Regions from separate parts of the Anser cygnoides genome. Here region 2 is linked to region 1. The links are chromatin contacts, called in public Hi-C maps. All regions are on one chromosome and are shown on one strand. Each heading gives the region's core, a stretch centred on a gene start, on an enhancer-like site or on the middle of the called end of the contact. The rest is flanking DNA. Distances are from core to core; before and after follow the strand shown. Region 1 overlaps GNAS (GNAS complex locus). Region 2 overlaps APCDD1L (APC down-regulated 1 like).

Region 1 (5,727 bases), core at 3,073-5,572:
TAGCTTTATAAACCATTCTTCAGCTCCCATGGCTGATTAGCATAGGCTGTGGACGTAATGGAGCAGAGTCCTCTCCTGTGTGACTTGTTACCTTAACAAGGAGTCTGGATTTAGATGTGGAATTCACTGTCACTAGGTTCTGGCATGACCTTGTCTGATAGGTGGTGGGCTTTCAACCGAAGTGTTATTTGCAATGGTGTAGAACTGTGTGAACGTAACTGAGGCTGTATTACTGTTGGGCAAGGACCCCTAGCCCTTCTTACTGGCCTGCAGGTTTTCTTGCAGGCAGAATTCTTCGACGTGGCTGCAGTAGGGAGCGCTGGTGACAAGCTTGCTCTTCAACTTCTCGGCAGTAAAGCTGCAGTCGTTCCCAAAACTGCAGCATCTGTTTCAGCTGGCTGATAGTGCTGGCTGCGTGATTTCCGTCATTCTCCAGAATCCCTTTCTGTTGAGCTCTCTACCTCTTGTCTCCCAGCACGTATGATCAAAGCAGGTCAAGTCAGCTTTGTTCAAAAGCAAAGGCAGAATTGCTGAGTGATGCCAGGGTGTCTGAACAAGCGAATTTAGTCTGAGAGAATGATTCCGCAGGGGTAATACAATCATAGTGCCTAATAATTGCCCAGATCCACAAAACGAACATTTGAGGCCTTGCTGAGAGCAGAAGACATTGCTTATAATACTCCCACTGTAAAAATAATGCCCTTTCCTCCTAATTCTTAAGGGGTATTTTTGTAAAGATTCTTCGAAGAGTATTTTATTCCTTGCATGTACTATTCAAATCTGTATTTCATGGTGTCCTTTTATGTGGGTTTCTCCAGATCCAGAGGGAACAGTGATTGCAATAGTGATAGCAATCTGTGGAATGAAGAATTGCAACATTTAGGCCATATCCACTCTTAAATATTTGAGTTTTGAATGAGCATTTCTAGAGAAAAGGAAGAAAATAAGAGGTCAGAGGGAAGAGAATGTAGAAATCATTCAATTATTTGACTTAAGAGAAAAATAGTGACACATTTTTAAAATAAACAAATCTAAAAGGTCAATGGCTATGGGGAGCTCCAGTAGCCCAGGAACACCAGGGCTTTTTTTTTTCCTGGCCATTTAAACAAGGAAGTCTTAAAGCCTTTGTCCCAAGCACTGCTCTCAGCTACACATGTGCAATTTCACACCGCTCCATTGTTAGGTGACCTCGGGCTGGTTTTGATTTGCGCAAAGAAATGACTGCTTTTTTCTTCCTGGAAGCTTCACCACCCTGGAGCAGTGCTGGGAAGGGCTGAGTTACTTGATTCAGTCCCTGTTATGGCTGTCTTGGTGCTCCCTGGTACAGGCTGGAGGAAGATACTCCTAAATATTACAGGTAGATTCCCTGGTGAGACACCCAGCAGTCTCCTTAGGTGTTCTGAACCAAACCACAAAGGTAATGTGTGAAATGCTGTGCATTACCTGTCTGTGTGTAGGCATAAAAGATGCTAAATTTGTGTTCATGGGAAAGCTGTTGTCTTTGTTTCATTTTCCCTAGTATAATTTACTACTTAGTGTACTTTTATCTACATAGACAAGTTTATTTCTGTCTTATTACATTTTAGTCCATTTAAGGAGTAAAATAACTCCATACCAGAAGGAATTATCCAGCGTAAACACTGGGATAACAGTTCCATGTACCTGGAATCCTTAACGCTGCCCTGTAATCCTCCATCACAGCTAGAGATGTTAGATTTCGGTCATTTCTGAAGGTGAGGTGCTGAGTCCCATCCTAGCAGGGGACACTGGCACGTGACATCTGGAAGGAGCAATAAATAGCAAATGCAAAGGGGCGCTCCCAGAACGAGAGCATTGGCAGAAAGAGGAAAGTGCAGGGCAGAAACGGTTTCCAGGAACATCTTCCAATGTGGATAGATACAACAGTGTGTAACAGCATGTATTTTCCCAGGAGATACGTGTGCTCTATTTTTAACTCCCCTTTCCTTATGTCAGGCCATAGTTAGGTATCTGTGAGACATTGACTCAGATCTTGGCAACACAACCCTCTTACGTGCCTTACCCCAAGCAGGTACTCCTGACACCAGCAATGGCCATCAGACCTGTGTCGGAGCCAGCACAGCTGCAGAGGACATCACCACCAGCCATCACACCCTGTGTTACAGGGACTGCTTGCAGTGCTGCTTTGTTCTCTTTGCATCTGCCCTGCTGTGGCCCTCCAAAGAAAAAAAAAGTGGCATTTCTACTTGTTGAATACGTGGCAGACCTCCAAGGGGATCATGGCCAGGGAGTTTGGTTTTGTTGGCAGAAGAGGGGGCCAAAGCTGCAAGGAGTAGGGGGTGGATGTCAGCTTCAAAATGGAAGATGGTGAGAACGGGAAGGTGCCAGGGAGGGGAAGGAGCAGGGGAAAAGGCTGATGGTGTTTGCAAGCTGCAGGAGCCCCCCACAGGGGGGCTGTGGGGCTGCAGCTGCTGGGGTGGGGACCTGCGGGCTCAGCACCTCGTCAGCAAAATAACCCTTGCGGTTGCACTTGGAAGAAGGATGTCCGATGCTGACGAAGGCACCAGTACACGTAGATGTGAGCATGTATGTGGTGTAGTCACAGAGGGGAAATGTAGCCTGAAAGCTCCGGCACAGACGAGATGTCAGGTGATGTGGTTTCCCATAAAGAAACCAAAACCAAGAAGAATGGCAGAAAAGCAGCAAATAGGGCTGTAAAGAATAAATGTAGGTAAGGATGTTGCCAGCTGTTCCAATCAATTGTTCTCCAGGTCCTACCATGATTCTTACATTTTTCCTTGGAGCTGCAATCCATGGCATCCTGCACTGAACTCTTGCTGTCACTGCAAACAAACCGTGTTCCTTGGCTCTAAAGAGTACTGAGAAACATCTAAAGTACCTGAAAGACGCATAACTGGAAGGTGTATTTTCCTTTAGGTCCCATAATTTTGGGAGGGCTTGACTCTATTTCTAAGCATCTAGGATTTGCATCTTTGTGATAAACTGTGCTAAAACAGTGATGTTTGCCAGCGTAGTCCCGCACCGTAGTTTCTGTTACCGCTGCTGGGCGATGTGTGACCTGCCGTCCTGCCTCTGACCTGGGCCTGGTTCTGCGACAAGAGACTAAAAGCAGGAAACGTGTGCCTCAAAGAGGAAACTTTAAAACATTGAAGCTTGTTGATACTAGAAGGGAAGTGGCATTCGTGTGGCACCTGGGCTCTCTAAGGGAAGGTGTGGCTTCCACTGAAACGGGCATTGTGCCTGGCCCTTGTGACTTCTCCTTCAGTTCCCGAGCTGTTTACACTACACGCGCAGCTATGAATCCTTCACAGGTGCTGATGGAAATTTTTAACGTTGGATTCAGAAGATGTTAGTACTGGTGAAAGAAGAAAATCCCCCATTTTTAAAACTTCCTGTGTGAACAATCATTGCAAATAAATCCGTGCATTTCTGCCTCGGGCAGTTGAGGTGCTGCTTCTAGGCCAGCTTCAGCGCTGGTTCTGGAATCGCTCTCCAGCCCAAGCCCAAGAACCAGGCCTGGAGTGGTCTACAGACAAACTGGGCACCATTTCCAGCCGCTTTTAGGGCCACCTCCCAACCCACTTCTGGAGCCATCCCCAGCAGCCACCTCTGGCTGCCATCCGAAGGTCGCTTCCAGAATGACCACCCAAGCTGTCCTGAGAGCCGAGCCCGCAGTCGCTCCCATGGCCGCCTCTGGTGTGATTTCCAGAGTCATTTCTCGATCGTGTCCCGAGCTGCCTCCACAGCCCCTTTGCCATGGGTTGGGGCACACTCCTGCCCGGTGCCAGGGCCGCCTTCCCCTCCCGCACCTCCCTGCTCCCATGTTCCGCCAAGCAGGGCACGGGGCAGCCTGTAGGGCTTAGTGTCTTTTTTTTTTTTACGCTATTTTATTTTTTTGCACCCCTTATCCTGATCTCCCCTGGAAGCAGCAGAGGTTTCAATGTGTGCTTTGTGGCAGCGGGGTTGTCTGAGCCCTTTAAGCGCGAGATGAGCTCAGGTAGAAGGAACGCAAAGAGCTCCTTTCATCAGCCAGGGCCCCGCCAGCGGCTTCGGGGCATGTCCGGCCAGTTATAAATGGATCATGTGTTGCTATTTTTAGCCAAGAGAGGATTGTAAATATAAAAGGGTATAAAGTGCAAAACTTAGCAACAGTGGCGTTTGTTTACTTTTTCTTTTCTTCTTTTTTTTTTTCCCCTCTCCCCTCCCGGTTGGCAGGAATGCGTTTGGAGAGGAATGAAGTTGAAGCAGGAGCTTTGCTGGGTGCTGGCGGTTGGACTTTGTACCACGCACCCCCCCCCAGATATATCCATACAAAGGAGGGGCAGCGGGAGCGGAGTCCAGGCCCTGCTGATACTCTGGAAAGAGCTCCCGAAGTGCTGCACACAACCCAACGCCAGCGCTGGAGGGAGGAGGAGCGGGGGGGAGCAGGGAGCCTGGGGGCCGCCTGGGGGGGGGCCGGGGCGCAGCGCCCCGCAGCCTGCGCGGGGACAGAGTTCAACACATGGAAAACACTGACATTGGTAAAAATAGCAACCGCCGGGTTAAAAATAGCCGCTGGTGAAATACATGTGCGGTAACTTCTGAAACCCTCTGGGGAACTTCTCCCTTCTGATCCGCTCCTGCCCTGCTCCCTCTGCCTTCACCGGCAAGAAATCCCAAAGCAAATCCCTCTGCAGATTGAAAATATTAAAGAGGCACCCTGTACACTGCAGAGGATGAGCTTTGGGTATTTTTTGGCGTTTTTTATGGATTTTTTTTTTGTTTGTTTGCGCGTGCTGCAACTTTGTGCCAGAGGGGGTGGGGGACAAATTCCTCTTTTGCTGAGCCTCCTGCATAGTCTGGGGACAGACCAGCTAGAAAGCCTTTCAGGGTTGGTTTTCACTTTTTTTTCTATTTCTCTTCATCTTTTTTAGGTGTGGGATTTTTTTTTGGGGGGGGGATGGTTTTATTTGGTTTTTGTGACAGTGGTCCGGCTCTGCTTTGCAAGACCCTCGGTCACTTCCAGGCGTGCAGACCCGAGCGCTGCCGTCCCGCTCCGGCCCCCCGGCTCTGGCAGAGCCGCCAGGCAGCCAGCTGGATTATAAATCTCGCACAGAGCCGCAGAGAAGCGGCTCAAGGGCAGCAGCCAGCCGGGGCCCCAGCCCCAGTGGGGCCGCGCTGCTTCCTGCGGCCCGGAAGGTGCAGGCTTTTCTCCAGGGGACCGCGCGATGGCGAAGGGAGGGAGCAGTCAGCTGTGTGATAGGAAAGGACAGGGAGACCTTGAGTGGATTTTTTCTTCCGAGCGGTCCCGTTGCGTATTGGGGTTGGTGATGTTGAGGGGCCCGGTGGTCCTGGCCGGGGAGCAGTGGGGTGAGGCGAGCTGGGTGTCAGGGAGATGCTCGGCTTGCAGGGGGGCTCGCAGAAATCTTGTTCGAAATCTCTTGCAGCTCTGGCTATGAACTTGGCTTGTTTTGACTGGACTAGATAACTGAGGCAGAAACAATTATTGTGACAGACAGGCAGACCTGTTTCCTGAAGCTGCCCCAGCCACTGGGTAGGGAAAAACAGAAAGCTCCTTTAGTGTAGAGGCAACTACGGTTTCAATCAGACTCTCACTTTTAGTTTTATTTTTTGGAACTGAGGATCTGAAGCTCTCCGACTGGCACTTGTCACGCAGGTTAGGAGCACCGGGCGTTGCAGGGGAGCGTGCTGTAACATCTCCCCCGATGTCTGGCGGGGTCCGCGGGC
Region 2 (5,720 bases), core at 1,878-4,377, 180 kb before region 1:
CCGATCAAATGCCAGAGGGTTGTTTTGGGGTGGCTTGGAATTTTTTCCTAATACTTCGTACATCACAACTGATTTATTTTTAAATAACCAGGGTTTGGACATTATATCATTTTCTAGAACACGAGGTAATCTTTACTGAGCTGTCGTATGCAGCAAGGTTGAATAACTCAGTAGTTAACTGTAGGGTGGGTAATTTACATGCGAGTTGATTGGAGTCTACTGTAATTTAGTCATTTTCAGCTTGTTTTACTGCTACTGTCACGTTAATGAGTGCTGACAGTACACAGTACATTATGGCTAAATAATCCCAGAAGTTGGCAAATATATATGCTCTCCTTAGACAGGAAATTCTTTGATAATGAAAGGTAATTTGGGGAGAATGGGTTTCTTTAAAAGAGGTATAAATTTAAGGGAATAAGGGTAATATTTTCATAAAGAGGGTTAAAAAATAATTCCTAACATAGCTGCGTAGCTCTCACTAGTGCAGGCAAATGGATATTAGTTCAGTAAAAAAAGAAAGAAAAAACCCCGTGCCCAATAAAATTATCACTATAGACATGAAGCCAAAAATCTTACTTGCTTAAACCAGTTGTGTGAAGTTATTTCTAATGTATGGCAGCTTCTAATTATCGCCAAGTGGTGACATCATGTGCGGGTACATTGGAGAGCTGTTAGCTGATTAATTACAGTGCTATATTCAGAGAGTGAATTTCAGTATCTTTAGGTTTGGTTTTAAATTAACTTTTAAAAGTGTTTATGTTTACCATCTGGTTTTGCTCATATATACGGTTTTGGCCCAGGATAACACAAGTTTAACCAATTTGAGAAGGTTATTTTTGAGGGAGGAGAGGGGTGTTGCTCTGTGGTTTTCTTTTTCCAAGTCCAGTTGCTGTAGTTTGGGGTGTGGGGAAATGTTGCCCCTTGAAAGCTGCACACAAAAGACTTTTCTTCAGTTAATTGCGTTCCATCTAAACTGTAAAGTTCAAAGAGGATTTTTTACCCCATCTCACTACTCAATAATTTCTGAATTGATAAGCTACGATTCAGATAAAAATGTGCTTTCCTGGAAACAAAGCAAAATATAAAATAAAAAGCAACCAGGTCTCCTGCTCAGTTTTATTTATGTCAAACTAAAAGTTAAATCTCAGTGTAATAGTGTTACTCAGAGCAACTTCCTCCTTTAATGGCATTACGCTGAGGAGCAATGATTTAATGGCAGACACTTGCTTCCTCGCTCCTCTCTAGACCCGAAGGACATGACAAAGAGCTAGAGAGGGATGGAAGACAAACAGCGCGTAGGCAGCCTCTAATGATGTGCAGCCCAAAGCTTTCACTGACTGTGGTGCAGGAAACTAGGAAATTGCATTTCCTAGGAAAACAGAGCCAAAGAAAAGCCATTAACTCCAGGCTCGTGCCATTGCAGGCTTACTTCTTATGCTGTAAACCCACACCCATGCCCTGCATCTCCTCCTGTGGGTCCGTGGGATAACAAGGGCTCGAGGTGCAGGTGATCAGTATTTTAACAGTACAAAAATAACGTGTGCTTCACAAAGCCCAGTGAACTGATGAGGGGAGAGCCGGGAATCTGCTCTCAATAGGGCCTGTGCTAAAGCATTGTTCTTACCACAGCGCTCTGCATCGGTCGCTGGTAACCGGTCGGTCGGTAGTGGCGCCTCTCCACCCAGTCCGTGTGAATGTCCCCCAGGTACAGCTCTTCCACCAGCTGGCTGCCGCTCTGCTGCGGCTCCAGCAAGGGCTGATAATGCTTCTCCACCCGCACGAGGCTGAGCTCGTGCATGGCAAAGCCCAGGGCTGCGGTGCAGTCGCGCTCGGACTTGGCACTCAGCAGTTCGTAGAGGGCTCCGGGAGCCCAGGTGCGCCCCGGCGGCAGGAACCCGCTGCAGCCCTCGCCCGAGGTCTGGTTGATCCAGGAGGCCACCTCCCGCATGGCTTTCTGGCTGTGGAAAACGATGCCGACTTTGTGGAGGTGGTAGTCGGCCTCGGTGGCCCCGCGGGTGATCCAGGAGGCCTGGCGCAGGCGCAGCTTGCCCTTGATGACCAGGGAGTACGAGGGCTCCCGGCAGGAGGGGTCCCAGTAGTAGAACTGGTAAGCCTTGAAGAGGCGGTTGGCGTAGAAGAGGTAGGATCGGGTGAGGAACTCGGGTCCCGGCCGCACCTCGCACCTGGGGACGAAGGCAGGCGTGAGCCACCCACACACGGGGCACAGCAGGCGGGCACCCTGCACGGAGCGGGATGGGGAGCAGAGGGGTGGCGTGGGACGAGGACACCTGCACTGCCCGGGATGGGTGAAATTGGGGTGCAGGGAGAGCAGGGGCGAGTGTGGGTGCAAGCAGCGCTGAGGTCAGGAGCCTCCCACCGCCGGTGGCAGTGCTCGGGTGGGTGATTTTGAGCACCTGCTCCCCAAACCCTGGGCAACCTGATCAAGCGGGTGGCGTCCCTGCCTGCGGCAGGGGGCTGGAACCGGGTGACCTTTAGGGTCCCCTCGGACCCGAGCCGTCCTGTGATCCTGCGAAATCCCATGGGTGTGATCCTGCGAAATCCCATGGGTGCTGGCGGCACTCTTTGGGCGTGACACCGCGCTTCGTGCCCCAGAGACGGGAGCTTGGGGAGGGACAGAGGCAAGAGGGCTGAAGGGGGGCTCGGGGCGGGGGGCACCGGGGTGCCGGGGGTGAAGGAGGAGGAGGAGGAGGAGGAGGAGGGGGAGGAAGGGCCTTACCCGGTGGACACCCAGCGGCCCTCCAGGCGGGGCGGCAGCCGCGCCGCGATCCTGGCGCCGTCCTGCAGGTGGCGGAGCTGCTGCCGGCACCGCGGCTCCCAGCGCAGCGGCGGCTCCGCGGCAGCGCAGGCTGCGCCGGGTCGGGGGAGAGAAAATGGGGGCGAGAGAAAGAAAAGGGGGGAAGAAGTCGTCAGCAGCGCGGAGGGTGCGAACCCTCCGCATAAGCCCAACCGCGGGGCCGCGCAGAGCTCCCGGGAAGGCCCCGGGGGTGCTCGGGGCTGGGGACCCCGCTGAGGGGCCGCGGAGGCGAGAGCCCAGAGCCGGGCCCGGGCACCCACAGCCGGGCCCGGGCACCCACAGCCGGGCCCGGGCACCCACAGTCGGGCACCCACGGCCAGGCCCTGCCGAGCAGGACGTGCACTTCCTCACAGGCACAGACCCTTTTACGCACCGAGGCCCAGAAAACCTCCTGGGTTACGTTCACCAGAAGATCCAGTCAGAGCCTGACACCCCAGCCGGGTGAGTGAAGAAGCGAACAGTTGGTTAAGGATACTGAAATTTTATTTACTGTTTTCCAGCTTTGGTTTGAACAAAACGCAGCCACTTTTTTAGATGAAATCTTCGAATAAAACTGAGCGTGCTTTGTTCCTGTTCTCTCTCTGAAGCTATTGTTGAAGCAGTAACTGGAACAGGGAATTACAGCATGGGAACATTAGACTCGCCTGTCGCCCGCCATAAGGACAGTAATTCTGTCACTTACCTCATTTCCCATAACAACGGATGTTATTGGCTTAGGGAATGTGCGAACACTCAGCTAAATCCTGAAGACCTTTGCATGCACACACACATATATGCATATATTCCTGTATGTTATTCACTCTTTGCTTAGGCAAACTTCTGTGGCATTCATCGTGAGTTTGCTTCAGTAAGAAACATGGGATTTGCCTCTGTAACGATGTGAAACGAGTTCCCAGCACAGCTCCTGAAACCCCACCGATTTTCTGCAGTTGGACAAGTGTCCGTCCGGCAAAGCCAGGTCCCGCAGCCTGGTGCAGTTCCAGGCCGGCCCAGCGCTGCCCCGGGTTTATTAGCCCAGCCGGCGTTCACTCGCCCTAGCTGTGCTTTGCAATTTTTGTAGCAGTGTGCTGGAAATTTTCAAGCCAACTTTTATGGCTTATGCACATGTAATCCATTCCCCTCCTCACTCAAGATCACGACTGGAGAGATCTGATCTTCATGTGCTCCACAACAAATCGCAACTGCTCCTCTTAGTCCCTATGAGCCAACGCCTTCACATAACCTGAACCACCCCGTGATCTTTGTAGAGAAATTTGTTTAAACCAGACCTCTCATTGGAAGGGAAACCCAAACCATCTGACTGTACGTGAGGGAAGGAACCACAAAGGGCCCGAGCCAGGCTGGGAGGGCACAAGCACCTCTCTGAGCAGCGCCCTTGTAACAAGAAGTGTTTGCAAAGGCAGCTAGCGCATGTGGGTCTGCTGTCAACCATGGGCAAGACTACATACAAGCTGCTGAGCAACGTCAGCAAAATTCCCTGGCTCAAAAGCTTGGGATGTAACACAAATATAAACACTCGGGGCCAGATTCACAGCTGGGGTCTACCAGGGAGGCTCCCTCGATTCCCAACAGCCAATATATTCCGAGACAGGAGCCTCTCCTCTCTGGCATCAATGCGTCCTCCACGCACACGGGGTCAAATGCCTGCTGAAAATCTTCAGCATCTGTTTGCCACAAATACACACAAGGGCTACACCAAGCGAAACGGCAACTCAGCAAATAAACTCTTGTTGTGCAAGTCAGAGGCTCCTGAACATGTGGCAAAGCAGAGGCATTTCCACTCAAATGGTATTTTATTACTAATCTAATACTATACAACTTAAGACTTATGACGCACAAATTTAGTCTCTTCACTACAGAGCTGCCGTTTGCAAAGGTTTTACGCATCACAGTAACAGCATCTTTGAAATGCATTTGTGCAGATTTTAGCACAGAAACCCTTAAACTATCACAGGTCACAAAGGGAATAACCACATGGAAAATGAAGCCCCCAGCTAAGCAGGGGAGCAGTAACAGAAGCAGCCTACCTACCTAAAGGCTAGTGAAACCAGCCGTGGATGTTCTGGTACCTCACTATGCACTGAAGTGCATAAACTAGCTGGAAAGACATATTATTAGTGTTAAGGGGTCTTTCTGGAGCAGACTTACAATTGTACTGTTTTAATCATCTGTAAGGGCTTGACATGGTGAGCAGGGATAGCCAGCTCCTTCACAATTGCTTGCATAGTGCTTCCTAAAGAGCAGTTCCTGTGAGCCCTCATATGAAAAGCAGACAATATTGAATGACAAAACTCATTGTTATTAGTTATGCCTTCATTTCAGCATCTCTGTGGGTGCCCAGAGTTAGAGCTCTGCACTTTCATCAAATTTCTGCCATGACTTTGCTCTGTGCCCTCAGGAAAATTTACTCCCGTGTATGCCTTACTCCTGTGTGCTCTTTTACACACCTGCAAAATACACCAAGCTTCATCTGCCTGCCCTATCACGAGGCCTAATTACTGGCACAGCTTTTGGAGATCTTTCAGTTCAATGACAGTCCAGACTGAATTACACTTAAAAACACATGAAATCATTATCCTAGAGAATACTGTAAACTAAAAAATAACTGTATTTGGATTAGAGGTAACAGACTAGACAGGCCAAATTTGCTCTTGCTTATAACCACAGAAAGACTCCAGAGGTGTCGGTGTAGTCTATAGTTATACCGAAATAACAGTGCAAAATACAGCCACATTCTGAACTTGCTAACTGCTCTGTGTGTGTGTTTATTGCAGCAGAAGCTTCAATATTTGACTGAACCCTTATTGCTGCTTTTGGCAGAAACACCAAAAGTCTACATTGTTTGAGAGCACAGACACTTTGGCAACACCATCACAAGATTTTGACACGTTCAATAGAAAAGGGA

The links. Hi-C and Micro-C count contacts between places; a contact is called where the count stands out from the background.
Region 2: a contact with region 1 is called in a Hi-C map of liver, with 9 times the contacts expected there. The contact joins two enhancer-like sites. A contact is called at or near these places in 2 of 7 Hi-C or Micro-C datasets (both in liver).

What each region holds. Positions count from the first base shown.
Region 1 is chr16:5,305,121-5,310,847 of Taihu_goose_T2T_genome, reverse strand. The region is part of intron 1 of GNAS (GNAS complex locus); the gene reads left to right. Among named protein-coding and RNA genes, the nearest start is that of GNAS, 23 kb to the left of the region's middle. Within about 2 kb of position 4,322, at least 3 of the 3 cell types and tissues checked have open chromatin away from gene starts, as enhancers often do. A contact at or near this core is called in liver, where this site is marked.
Region 2 is chr16:5,485,883-5,491,602 of Taihu_goose_T2T_genome, reverse strand. APCDD1L (APC down-regulated 1 like) reads right to left here. Exons shown (of 4, transcript XM_048074644.2): 2 at 2,738-2,867; 3 at 1,625-2,183. Among named protein-coding and RNA genes, the nearest start is that of APCDD1L, 13 kb to the right of the region's middle. Within about 2 kb of position 3,127, at least 1 of the 3 cell types and tissues checked has open chromatin away from gene starts, as enhancers often do. A contact at or near this core is called in liver, where this site is marked.